3 separate regions of the Canis lupus genome follow, and all the other regions are linked to region 1. The links are chromatin contacts, called in public Hi-C maps. All regions are on one chromosome and are shown on one strand. Each heading gives the region's core, a stretch centred on a gene start, on an enhancer-like site or on the middle of the called end of the contact. The rest is flanking DNA. Distances are from core to core; before and after follow the strand shown.

The links. A called contact is a pair of places that touch in the nucleus more often than the background predicts.
Region 2: a Hi-C map of skin fibroblasts shows a contact between it and region 1, with 2.1 times the contacts expected there. The contact joins two enhancer-like sites. A contact is called at or near these places in 3 of 9 Hi-C or Micro-C datasets (amygdala, liver and skin fibroblasts).
Region 3: a contact with region 1 is called in a Hi-C map of amygdala, with 2.4 times the contacts expected there. The contact joins two enhancer-like sites. A contact is called at or near these places in 4 of 9 Hi-C or Micro-C datasets (amygdala, blood, liver and 1 more).

What each region holds. Positions count from the first base shown.
Region 1 is chr37:1,879,241-1,882,815 of UU_Cfam_GSD_1.0, reverse strand. No RefSeq gene overlaps it. Among named protein-coding and RNA genes, the nearest start is that of NABP1, 150 kb to the left of the region's middle. Within about 2 kb of position 1,610, at least 3 of the 20 cell types and tissues checked have an H3K27ac peak or open chromatin away from gene starts, as enhancers often do.
Region 2 is chr37:1,560,359-1,563,933 of UU_Cfam_GSD_1.0, reverse strand. The region is part of intron 2 of STAT4 (signal transducer and activator of transcription 4); the gene reads left to right. Among named protein-coding and RNA genes, the nearest start is that of STAT4, 17 kb to the left of the region's middle. Within about 2 kb of position 1,758, at least 3 of the 20 cell types and tissues checked have an H3K27ac peak or open chromatin away from gene starts, as enhancers often do.
Region 3 is chr37:1,610,587-1,614,161 of UU_Cfam_GSD_1.0, reverse strand. No RefSeq gene overlaps it. Among named protein-coding and RNA genes, the nearest start is that of MYO1B, 26 kb to the left of the region's middle. Within about 2 kb of position 2,016, at least 3 of the 20 cell types and tissues checked have an H3K27ac peak or open chromatin away from gene starts, as enhancers often do.

The sequences.
Region 1 (3,575 bases), core at 361-2,860:
CAACTGGTTGTGTGATCTTAAACAAGTATTTAGCTTCTTTAAGCCTCGTTTTTTTACTAAAATCAGACTAATAATTTTATTGCCAAGAATAAGTGATATAATTTAGATGAAGTGCTTGGTCCGAGGCTGGGCAAGAAACACACGATCAGTTACTATGAAATATTGTTGTGTTGTGTCGCTGTTGCTGACAATTCTGCAAAGAAGTTTGGAGTTTGGCCTAGAAGACGTAACTTTAGTTTCCTCACAGTCCCCTTTCCTTCCTTAACCATAAAATCAAGGGGGAAAAAATCATCCTAACGTGGAAAAATTAAGTAATTTTAAACCAGTGCTAAATCCTTTTCTTCTTCTTCTTCTTCTTTTTTTTTTTTTTTTTTTTTTTAAGATTTTGCTTATTTTAGAGAGAGAGCGAGCATGAGCAGGGGCAGAGGTAGAGAGAGAATCTCAAGCATACTCCCTGCTGAGCACGGAGCCCAATGCAGGGTTGAATCTTAGGACTCTGGGATCATGACCTGAGCCAAAATCAGGTTACACACATAACCTACAGAGCCACCCAGGCTCCCCAGCAGTGCTAAATCCTTAAGTGTTTGATTTTAGGCAAAATTTTGGCACTATAAAGTGTTAGGTTAAAACTTCACTTCAGAATACTTGTTCAACTCAGAACATCAAAGCTTTTGCTTTAATAATTACAGTAATGCTTCTTGTTCCTGTGTAAGGACAATGGAGAGACAAGGCAACAATAGTCCCCAGTGAAGTCTCGCACTGGTTTAGTACCTACTGTACAAGGAAGAGAGAAGAGTAAATCCACAAGGGGGAGACAGGTACTTGCTGAATTTCCTCAGAGAGAGCCAAAAAAAAAAAAAAAAAAAAAAAAAAAGAGAGAGAGAGAGAGAGAAGAAAGAAAGAAGGAAAGAAAGAAAAAAAGAGTAATTCTATTCAAGAACTTCTTGAAATTTTTTAAGATGTCTTAGGTTTAGTCTTTTTACAAAGAGGATTCAATTTCTCTTCTAGAAAATAAAACAATCTTAGATCATAGAAAATCTTGGAACATGGAGATAGACATGTAGACACACAAAATTCCATGCAGTGATTCATCTAAAAATAAAGTGTGAGGAGAGAAAAAGGAAAAAGGGGGAAGACGGGAGATGAAGAAGGCGGGAGTACAATAACCCCAGGCTGCAGGGTTATTGAGCTGGGGTCCCAGGGCTAGTGTTGCCTCCAGTGCGCCCCTGAGGCCCTGCACCCCTGCGCCCCTGTGCCCCTGTGCCCCCTGAGGCCCTGCACCCCTGCAGCCCTGCACCCCTGCAGTCCTGCCCCCTGCGCCCCCTGCAGCCCTGCACCCCTGTGCCCCTGTACCCCTGCACCCCTGTGCCCCCTGTGGCCCTGCACCCCTGCGGCCCTGCACCCCTGCAGCCCTGCACCCCCTGCTCCCCTGCAGCCCTGCACCCCTGTGCCCCTGCGCTGCCCACCTCCCAGCCCCATTTAGGGGGAGCTATGGAAGCACCTCCAGTTGACTGGCGTACACTTAGGAGTTACTGGGACCTCTCCTGTCCCCTCTTCCTCCTCCCCATCTTCCCCAGGCCGCTTTGCAGGGCCTGCCCGGCCTCCAGAACCGAAGCCTCCTGTGTGGGCCTGCCACCATCTGCTTCCACTCCCCCAGGATGGAGGCAGCTCTCTCTGGGCTGAGTAGGTCCATTCTTCTCTCTGGCTCCCTACCCTCGGGGGCAGTTTGGGTGCCCCTCCCTTATATCTAACCTTTCAATCGGCCCTTAGAGAAGAGGGTCCCATCTAGAAAGAGACACCAGTGGAATCTGGTTCCCAAGAGGACTTTTTGACAGAGGCCGTGACCGTCTCCCAGCAGCCTTTGCTCCCCCAACCTGGCCTGTGGCATCCCGGCCCTCCAGCCCACCCCATCTTGCTTGCTCTCAGCTGCCGGGGCGCTCACTCCTTGCGCTCAGGCTGCGGCCTCCTTGTCCGCCCTGGGCGGAAGCTCGGCCCAGGACCTGGAGGGCAGGAGGGGAGGAGTGGGGCCGCCACCTGCCACCAGCCGGTGTGTCTTCCCTGCTGGGAGGGGACGAGGGGCCAGGTGGGGAGGGGAGCAGGGGGGACATGAGCAGAGCGGTGATCCCCGGGAGGTGGCAGCAAGCCCAGTTGGCTCCCCGTCACCCAACGCGGCCTGCTTCCCCAGCAGCTGTACCTTGCTTGGCTTTGGTGTGCCAGCGTGGGTGTGCCCTCCATTCGGGGGTCATTTTGAGGTGATCCCCACGGTTTCCAGAAACCTCCACCCATCACGCTGCCACAATGCATGCTTGTCTGACGGAGGAGGATAAGGCCGGGGCCACAGGAGGAGCCCTGCTGCTCTAGGACTTCCCAGCAGTCGGGGCATAGGCCCCCGTGTGACCATATGTTACGTGGGGCCAGTGCCACTTAGTCTGCAGCCTCTCCATGGGGTCACACGAGGGCAGACAAGGCGAGGACTTTCAGATCGCACCCTGAGGAGCCCCGAGGATGTAACCAAGAGCCCACTCTGGCAATGTGGAGGGTGGGGGGCTCTCAGATCCCCCCCACGTGCACACACACATGCACACACGCACACAGACACACGCACACTGCAACCAGGAGAGCCAGTTGGCCTCACCTAGAGTCTGACCTGGTGGATGAGGATCTGCTTCCTCTTTATGACCCAGATCCAAGGGCTCTCGGGCCAGGGCGCGGCCGTGGGCACAGAGTGGGCTTCCCTGGCTGCACCGGGCTGTGCGTGCCCCTCCACAGCCACCTCACGCACCCCACCGGCGACACCGCAGCCCCTCTTCCCTGCCGGGATGATGATCCTGAGCGACACCCGCACCGGGAAGCAGACTAGTGCCTCCGGAGCGTGAGCAGCCCGTGGGGTGAGGACAGGTGAGCGGGGCAGGCACGGACTGTGGGCGGCCTGGGCCTGGGCTGTCCCTGGGCTGTCCTGCACCTCAGCTGACCCGGCTGCCAGGGGGGCTCCGGGGACCTCGCAGCCCACTACCTGCCGCAGCCGACGGCCCGGGCCTGTTTCCTCCCGGACCTGCGTCCCTGAGAGCACCCCCTGCACGGGGATGAGCAGGGGTGCAGCTCGGGGGGGGGGCGCCGGGCCCCAGCCCCCGGGCCACCTGAGCCACCGGGACTCGGGGTCACTGGAGGCCCCCCCCCCGGGACCCTGCCACCCCACGGCCCCTGCGGAGGCCCAAGGCCCAGAGGACGGCCCGGGAGGGGTGGCAGCCGTGTCGGGGACTGCGGCTGAGTCAAGTCTGCAACACTCCTGTCGTGAATTATATGACTGCCTCCAACGGCCTCTGTCCCAGGGCCCCAAGGCGGGGGCCACCCAAGCACCTGGGGCAGGAAGATGCATAAGCGAGCAGACACACGGCCGCGGCGGGACAGGGGGACAGGGGGACAGGGGTGCGCGTGAAGCTGTGACCTGGGGTGCAGGGGAGCCTCGCGGCGTCCCTGGCAGTGAAGTGAGCCGGTGACAAAAGGACACGTACAATAGGATCCCTCCAACACGAGCTGCGTAGGGGGACAGGAGGCCAAGTTGTGGCCCAGGGCCT
Region 2 (3,575 bases), core at 509-3,008, 320 kb after region 1:
ATACACCAAAGACCTCAGTAAGTGGAAAGATACACCACACCTCTTTTTGATTTGGTGTTCCTTTCTTTCATTTCCTTCAATATGACCACAATAAAAACCAAACCAGTCATTCTGAAGCCTGAGGAGAAAGAGGAGGTATCCAACAGAGAAAAAACATAATTTAATATAGATCATTAAATATGGGTCATTAGAGTTCACCAGTAGAAATCTTTTACTAAGCTCCTTTATTCTTTGCAAGTTTTGTGCCATGTTTTCTTCTCTCTCCCATTCTCTCCTCCTCTTTAGCTCCCTTTATATCTTTTCTTTTTCCCTTCCTTTCTTTTCTCTGCTATCTGCTCCACATTCCCAATTTCTATCTATGCCTTTAAATGGAGCCCTTTATCCATTTTTGTTTTGTTTTGCTTTCTCTCACTACCTCAAACAGCTTAACCAAGGATTTTTTTTTTTTTTCCTAAGCGAAGAGAGTCGAGAGGGGTGCCTGGGTGGCCCAGCCAGTTAAGCATCAGTCTCTGGCCCAGGAAATGATCCCAGTGCTCAGACTCCCTACTCGGCAGGGAGTCTGCTTCTCCTCCTCCCTCTGGCTCGTCCCTGGCTTGCTCTCTCTTGCTCAGTCTCTCTCTCTCTCTCAAATAAATAAATGAAATCTTTAAAAAAAATTTGAGAGAGACAGAAGGATAATCTCCTCTACCCTCTTCAACTTGGCATTTAGATAGAATTGATGTACATTACATCTTTATATTGACTTTATTTAAGCATTTATAAACCTATAAATGTTAGATATTATTATAATTATCAAAGGTAGTGGCAGTCCTAGTGAAAATGAAGTGCCTGGACAAGGCAAGTCAACTGAAAGAGCCCTCAGAACAGACTAAGGGGATGAGGCATTCCATCAAAGAATGGATGTAATACAAGGAAAATGACATTTCATTCTGATCCACTAAATATTCAATTCTGAGAGAGACCAATATATGAAAAAGTACATTAAATGGAAACAGAAGTAGAAACAGAAACACACTGGTAGAAACAGTCACCTTTCACACACTATAAGCAGGATGCTGTAGAACCACATAATTTGCTAAATGGTTTGGAAATCTGTTGGCAATGTGGCCACCATCCTGGCACATGCAGGACTGTTAAATGCATGGCTAACCGTCCATATAGCAAGGCAAATCTGGAGAATCAGAGTATACGCATCATCTTTGATTAATAGACTATCCAATGAGCCTCTCTATTTTGGAATCCGCGTTTGGATCCTTAAACTTACTTCTTCCGTAGCTCTTTGGGAAATTCATTGTGTTTCTTATATGAGTAGATAAGATTTTTAGTAAAGCCAATGATTACAAATGTTTCTGGAGCCAGACAGTCTTGAGTTTGACTCCCGAACCTGCCCTTTACCATCTGATTCCCGTTGACCAGTCCCTCTAACCTCATTAAGCCTAATCTCTTTGTCTGTTAGAAATCAGAATGATCCTTAATACTTCAGAGAATTGTGAGGAATTGGTAAAAACAATGCCTGTAAATCTCAGCACTCCATCTGGCATGCAGTTGGAGCTGAAAAAAGGCTGTTGGAGGAATGTTGTGATTTATAAACTGCTGTGCTCCTGAGGTGGCAGTAGAGGGAGCACAGTCCTTGGAAACCGGTCCTGAGGATACAACAAGACAGATCTTTAAAGCCCTTTGTAGACCTTGCCCCTGTTCTGCTGGAGCTTGAGGGACCTGCCTCCAGATGAGCTGAGACCCACACCACGCTGTCTTGTCCCAGTTACCCTCGCTGTCGTGCTCATTTGATACTAGCACAGGCTACCGTGGAGTTCAGCATGTCTGTACATGCGCGTTCTCTGTACCCAGCATCGGACTCTAACTCCCTCTAGTTTCCTAAGGACACATTAGAAAGGAAGCTTGGATGGGACGGGTAAGGTGCTTCCACAAACATGAAAATGAACAAATGTTTACATTCTTCGCACAAGAATTGGGAGAAGGTGGAGCTTGCTCACAACCAATGTCAGGGAAAGTGGTAGCCCCTTCCCTTCTCCTCCCCTTGACTCCCCCAGACGCAGACGCTGTAGAAAATCAAACAAGGGGTAGTGGAAGGGGAGGTGGGCGGGAGATGGGGTGACTGAATGACAGGCACTGAGGGGGGCACTGGACGGGAGTGGTGTGCTATATGTTGGCAAATCCAGCACCAATACAAAAATATACAAAAAAAAAAGAAAGAAAAAGAAAGAAAGAAAAAAGAAAGAAAGAAAGAAAGAAAGAAAGAAAGAAAGAAAGAAAGAAAGAAAGAAAGAAGAAGGAGAGGAAGGAAGGAAGGAAGGAAGGAAGGAAAGAAAAGAAAGACAAAGAAAAAGCAGTCAAGAACTGACTGTATCCTCTCGGCTTCTGATGCACAGATGTGAACCTGCCTATCTCACTTGACCCCTCTTCGTCTCCATTTGGAAACCCATCCGGAGGATGAGGAGAGAAGGGGAGGAGAGTTATCCTAGTCACTTTCAAAGCCTCCCAACTTGGTTGTTATGATTCTATTAAGAGCAGCTCTTGTCGAGTGTTTTCTCTTATCTTATTCCTTACACTAGATTTTTGAATCTTCCCAGCAATTTTATGGCGGATATACTATCCCCATTTTTACAGAGTTTGGAGCTTAGAGAGGTTACATAGCTGAGCTGACTTTGTGTAGCTAGAAAGTGGCACAGTCAGGACTTTCCTGCAAGTCTATAATCTGATATTTCCCAGTTAAGGGGAGGCAAAAAAAAATTAGAAATAGAGATTTAACTAGGGGGAATGGAGCATGGATTCTAGGGGGACAAGAATCTGCTGTGGTCTTTGAGCTTAGCAAACTGGGGGTTTCACTACGATGTGCTTTTCTTTGGTTTTATTTCTCTTCTCCTACTTCTCCAGCCTCCCCTCCCCCTGCCTTTCTTCTTTGTCTTTGACTCTAAGGGACTGATGAAACCAGGGTCCATGTAGGGCCAAGAAATTGGGGACCTGGCTATTTATTTGACTCTAACAAAGAAAAGTAAAGTGGACATAGAGATACCTGTTCTTAGAAGCCAGACTCAGTTCATGAAACAGGACGGTAGACAGAGGTTTAAGGCAGATGCTTTAACCAAGAAAAAAAAATGTTCATCTGAGGACAGATTCCCTCATGATATACCACTGGATAAACTGATGATGGTGGATAGGATACGGTAGACAGAGCAGAGGTTTCAAAAGTGTCTGCAGATTCCCAGGGGGTAGACGCCAAGACCTTTTTAAGGAAAGGCCATCTGTCTGAAAATAAAACTATTTTTATAATAATGTTTTGCTTTTTCACTCTATTGACATTTGCACTGATGGTACCAAAGCAATGGTGGGTAATGTTGGTGCCTCAGTGTGAACCAAGGCTGTGATGCCAAATTACTCTAAAAGTCATTGTACTCCTTTTTTTTTTTTTTTAAAGATTTTATTTGCTTATTCATAAGAGATACACAGAGAGAGACAGAGTCATAGGCAGAGGGAGAAGAAGGCTCCCTGGGGGGAGCCCGATGTGGGACTCCATCCCAGGACCCTGAGGTCACGCCCTGAGCCAAAGGCAGACA
Region 3 (3,575 bases), core at 767-3,266, 270 kb after region 1:
TCCCTCCACTTCATCTTCCCCACTAAATCTCTAGAAAATGCTTTTAGCATATATTATTGCCATTTCCTCGCCTCACATTTAACTTCTCAGCTCACTGCACTCTGACTTCGGCCTTCAATGTGCCACAGAAACTGATCCTCCCAAGGTCACCGGTGGCCTCCTTGTCCCCAGATCCAAAGAACACAGTTTAGTTCTTAGCGTCCCTGACTTCTCAATAGCTTTCAGTGCCATCGACCTCTGCCTCTTTCATAATCATTTTTGGGGGAAGGGAACCGGGACTTCCAGTTTCCCTCCTACACCTCGGAACTCAGTCTCTGTTTTTGTTACTGATTATTGATTCGTAATCTCTATCAACTTGGAAAAATGGTGGAGTTTCCTCAAGGGCTGTCCCAGGATGTCTGCCCTTCTCACCCTTTACCTTCTCCTTAGAGGGTCTTATTGGGAGCACCTGGGTGGCTCAGTCGGTTAAGCCTCCAACTCTTGATTTTGGCTCAGGTCATGATCTCAAGGTCATGGGATTGAGCCCCATGTCGGGCTCTGTACTCAGTGTGGGGTCTGTTTGGGGTTCTCTCTCTCTCCCTCTGCCTCTTCCCCTGCTCATGCTCAATAAATAAATAATCAATCAATTAAATAAAATTTTATTATTTAAATAATTTAATTATTTAAAATTAAATTTAAAAAGGTCTCATTTTCCATTAGAGTTTCTATTATATCTGCATGCTGGTAAGGTAAGCCCTAAATCTGGATGAACAATCACAATCTCTTTTCAGCTCCACACACACGTGCTTTTTTTTTTTTTTAATAGCTTTTCTTGAACTTTTGGTTAGTGCCTCAGACTCAAAATATCGAGTCTGCAACGAACAAACACAAGAACTTTCCTCTAAAACCTCTACCTTTCCGACAGTTTCTCCCTTGGGAAATGGCAATGTCATCCACCCTCTTGTTCAGAACAGCCAGAGACCTTGACTCCCCCATCCCACTTCTTGCCTCGCTGCTTCGGGCTGCCATCAACATTTGGCTAAAATAATACCAAAGCTTTTGCACTGGTCTCTCCCCACCCACCCTATCTTCTCAAACCAGCCTCCCCATTTCGGTCATAAAACCTTTTAAACAATGCACACGATCATGTCCTTTTTCTATCTAAAATCCTCTAACTCTGGGCAGCCCAAGTGGCTCAGCGGTTTAGCGCCGCCTTCAGCCCAGGGCCTGATCCTGAAGACCCAGGGTAGAGTCCCACACTGGGCTTCCTGCATGGAGCCTGCTTCTCCCTCTGCCTTATGTCTCTGCCTCTCTCTCCCTCTCTCTCTCTCTCAAATAAATAAATAAAATCTTTAAAAAAATAAAAATAAAATAAAATCCTCTAACTCTAATGCACTCTTGTTGCCCAACAAGCCACCTCTCCAGCTTCCAGCCCCTTGGTCCCAATGGTCCCACTTTTTCTCTCCTTCCACTATATGTACTGGAATACTCTGCGCTGTTTGCCTTGAGCAGGCTACTCCCCACTTAGGAGCCTATGCAAATGCCATTTCTTTTGCCTGGAATGCTTGTCCTTCCTTTTGGCTTGTTACCTGGTTACCTCGTCCTATCACTTCCTCTTTGAAGCTTTCCCGGAGCTGAAGACTAGGTTGGGTTGGTCTGTTTTACATTCTTGTAAGACTTTGCACATTTGTAATGTTTACTTTTGTGTGATTATTTGTTTAACATGTATCTTCCCTGCTAGGTCAGGAGTTTCCCGATTGTGGGGGTTGGGTAATTCCTGCCCTGCTCATCTTTGCAGCGGAAGCACCTAGAGAAGTGACTGGCTCATTGCGGATGCCGAATCCACATTTCTTCCTCTAAGACCATCTTACATCTAGTACATAGTCCTCGCTTTACAGTAGCATTTAAGCCTGGAACTCGTCTTCGTGATGGTGCAGTCTGAGCCAAGCAAAATGTGGCCTACATTTACGTGCCCGGCTACTGAAAGGTCACATCATTAATTCCACCTCCTGGAACACGCATCTGGGCCTCCTGTGAGCAGAGCGATTAGAACGGGCGATGCAGAAGGAGGTGGATCCATGACTGTCCTCATTTCACAGGTAAGGCCTCGGAACAGGGCAACAGGAGTCAACCTGTTCACAGGTTAACAGGAGGAACTTGCCCGGGTTATGCCGCAGTAACCTGCAGGGCTGGCGTTTGAAGAAACCGGCATTTGAGTTTGGATCTGAAACAGATGTGCACTTCCCCATGACCCCTGGGGACTGTCCCCGGGAGCGCCCTCCTCCCCGGGGCTAAACAGGCCCAGCCCTGAGGTCCTGCAGTTCTCCCCGACTCCTGGCCCAGGGCACCCACAGAGGAGGCACCGCAGGCCCCATGGCGAGGGGCTGGTGCCACCTGCTGGACACAGTTGCTGTGCTGCCTCCAATGGGCCACTTTTTATGGTTTCTTTCTTTCTTCTTTCTTTCTTTCTTTCTTTCTTTCTTTCTTTCTTTCTTTCTTTCTTTCTTTTTTTTTCTTTTTGAAAGATCCTCCACTTGTTGACAGTTGTCACTAACATAGCTCCCCATTCCTGTGGATTTTAGGAACTTGTTAATAATTGTTACACAATGACACACTCAGGCACTAGCCTCAGCTTCTTAGGCATGAATTCCTCTTTCTTTTTCTTTTAATCGTTATTTAATTTTTTTGAGTCCACACTCAAGTTTGACAAAAACAAACGGAAGAAAGTTCTTTGTCAGTGTCATTCAGCACCTTTTTCTCCCGTGATAATAAGAAAGGCGAAATTTGTTTACAATTAGACTTAAACTTTGTGTGTCTCTTTCTTCTTAAGATGGGGATCCCGGTAGCACTTCCCTCAGAGAGCTGCGGGGAGAAGCACATCCGCATCCAGGGGAGTGGAGCCAGCACCTGATCAGGCTCAGGAGGTGCTGTCTGCTATTTGCATTATTCCACGGGGACAGGGAATGCTTTTCTAGAGGATTAAGACAAAGAGACCTTTCAAAATCTGGCATGCTCCACTTACTCTGTTTGAAAGCAAGGATGGCATAAGAGAAGCTTGGCTATTACAACTGGCACACAATTATGCGTTAAAGTTTTCCCTCATGCTATAAATGCTTCCTGCATCTCCACTGTATGCTGAGGAGGCCAGAAAAGCAATAGTGGGGGACAAGAGGCCCTGCCTGCACAGAACTTAGAGTCTAGGGACAGAATGTATCTGTGAGCTGATGGAGCAAATAGCCCGAGAAGGAGAGGTGCTCTGTCCAGAAGCAGATGGAGGAGGCCCCTGATGCAACTTGCCCCCTGCCCCGCCCCCCCAGAGACGGACTTTGCCTCTGGGAACCCTGGTGAGCACTCCCTCCCGGAGGCGTCCTCTTCCTCTAGCTGACTTTCTTTATCACCTTGAAATTCCCTCTCCCTCTCTTTTTAGGCGGCTGCCAAGTACTACAAGCTAAGGATGTGAACAATCACATCTTCAGCTGTTGCCTAGGAACAGAGTCCTTCCAAGTGGTCTTTGCATTTCAAGGAACAACTTTAAATCTATTCACTGTCCAAGCCCCAGACCTAAATGTCACCAAATGTCCTTTTTGACCTTAAGA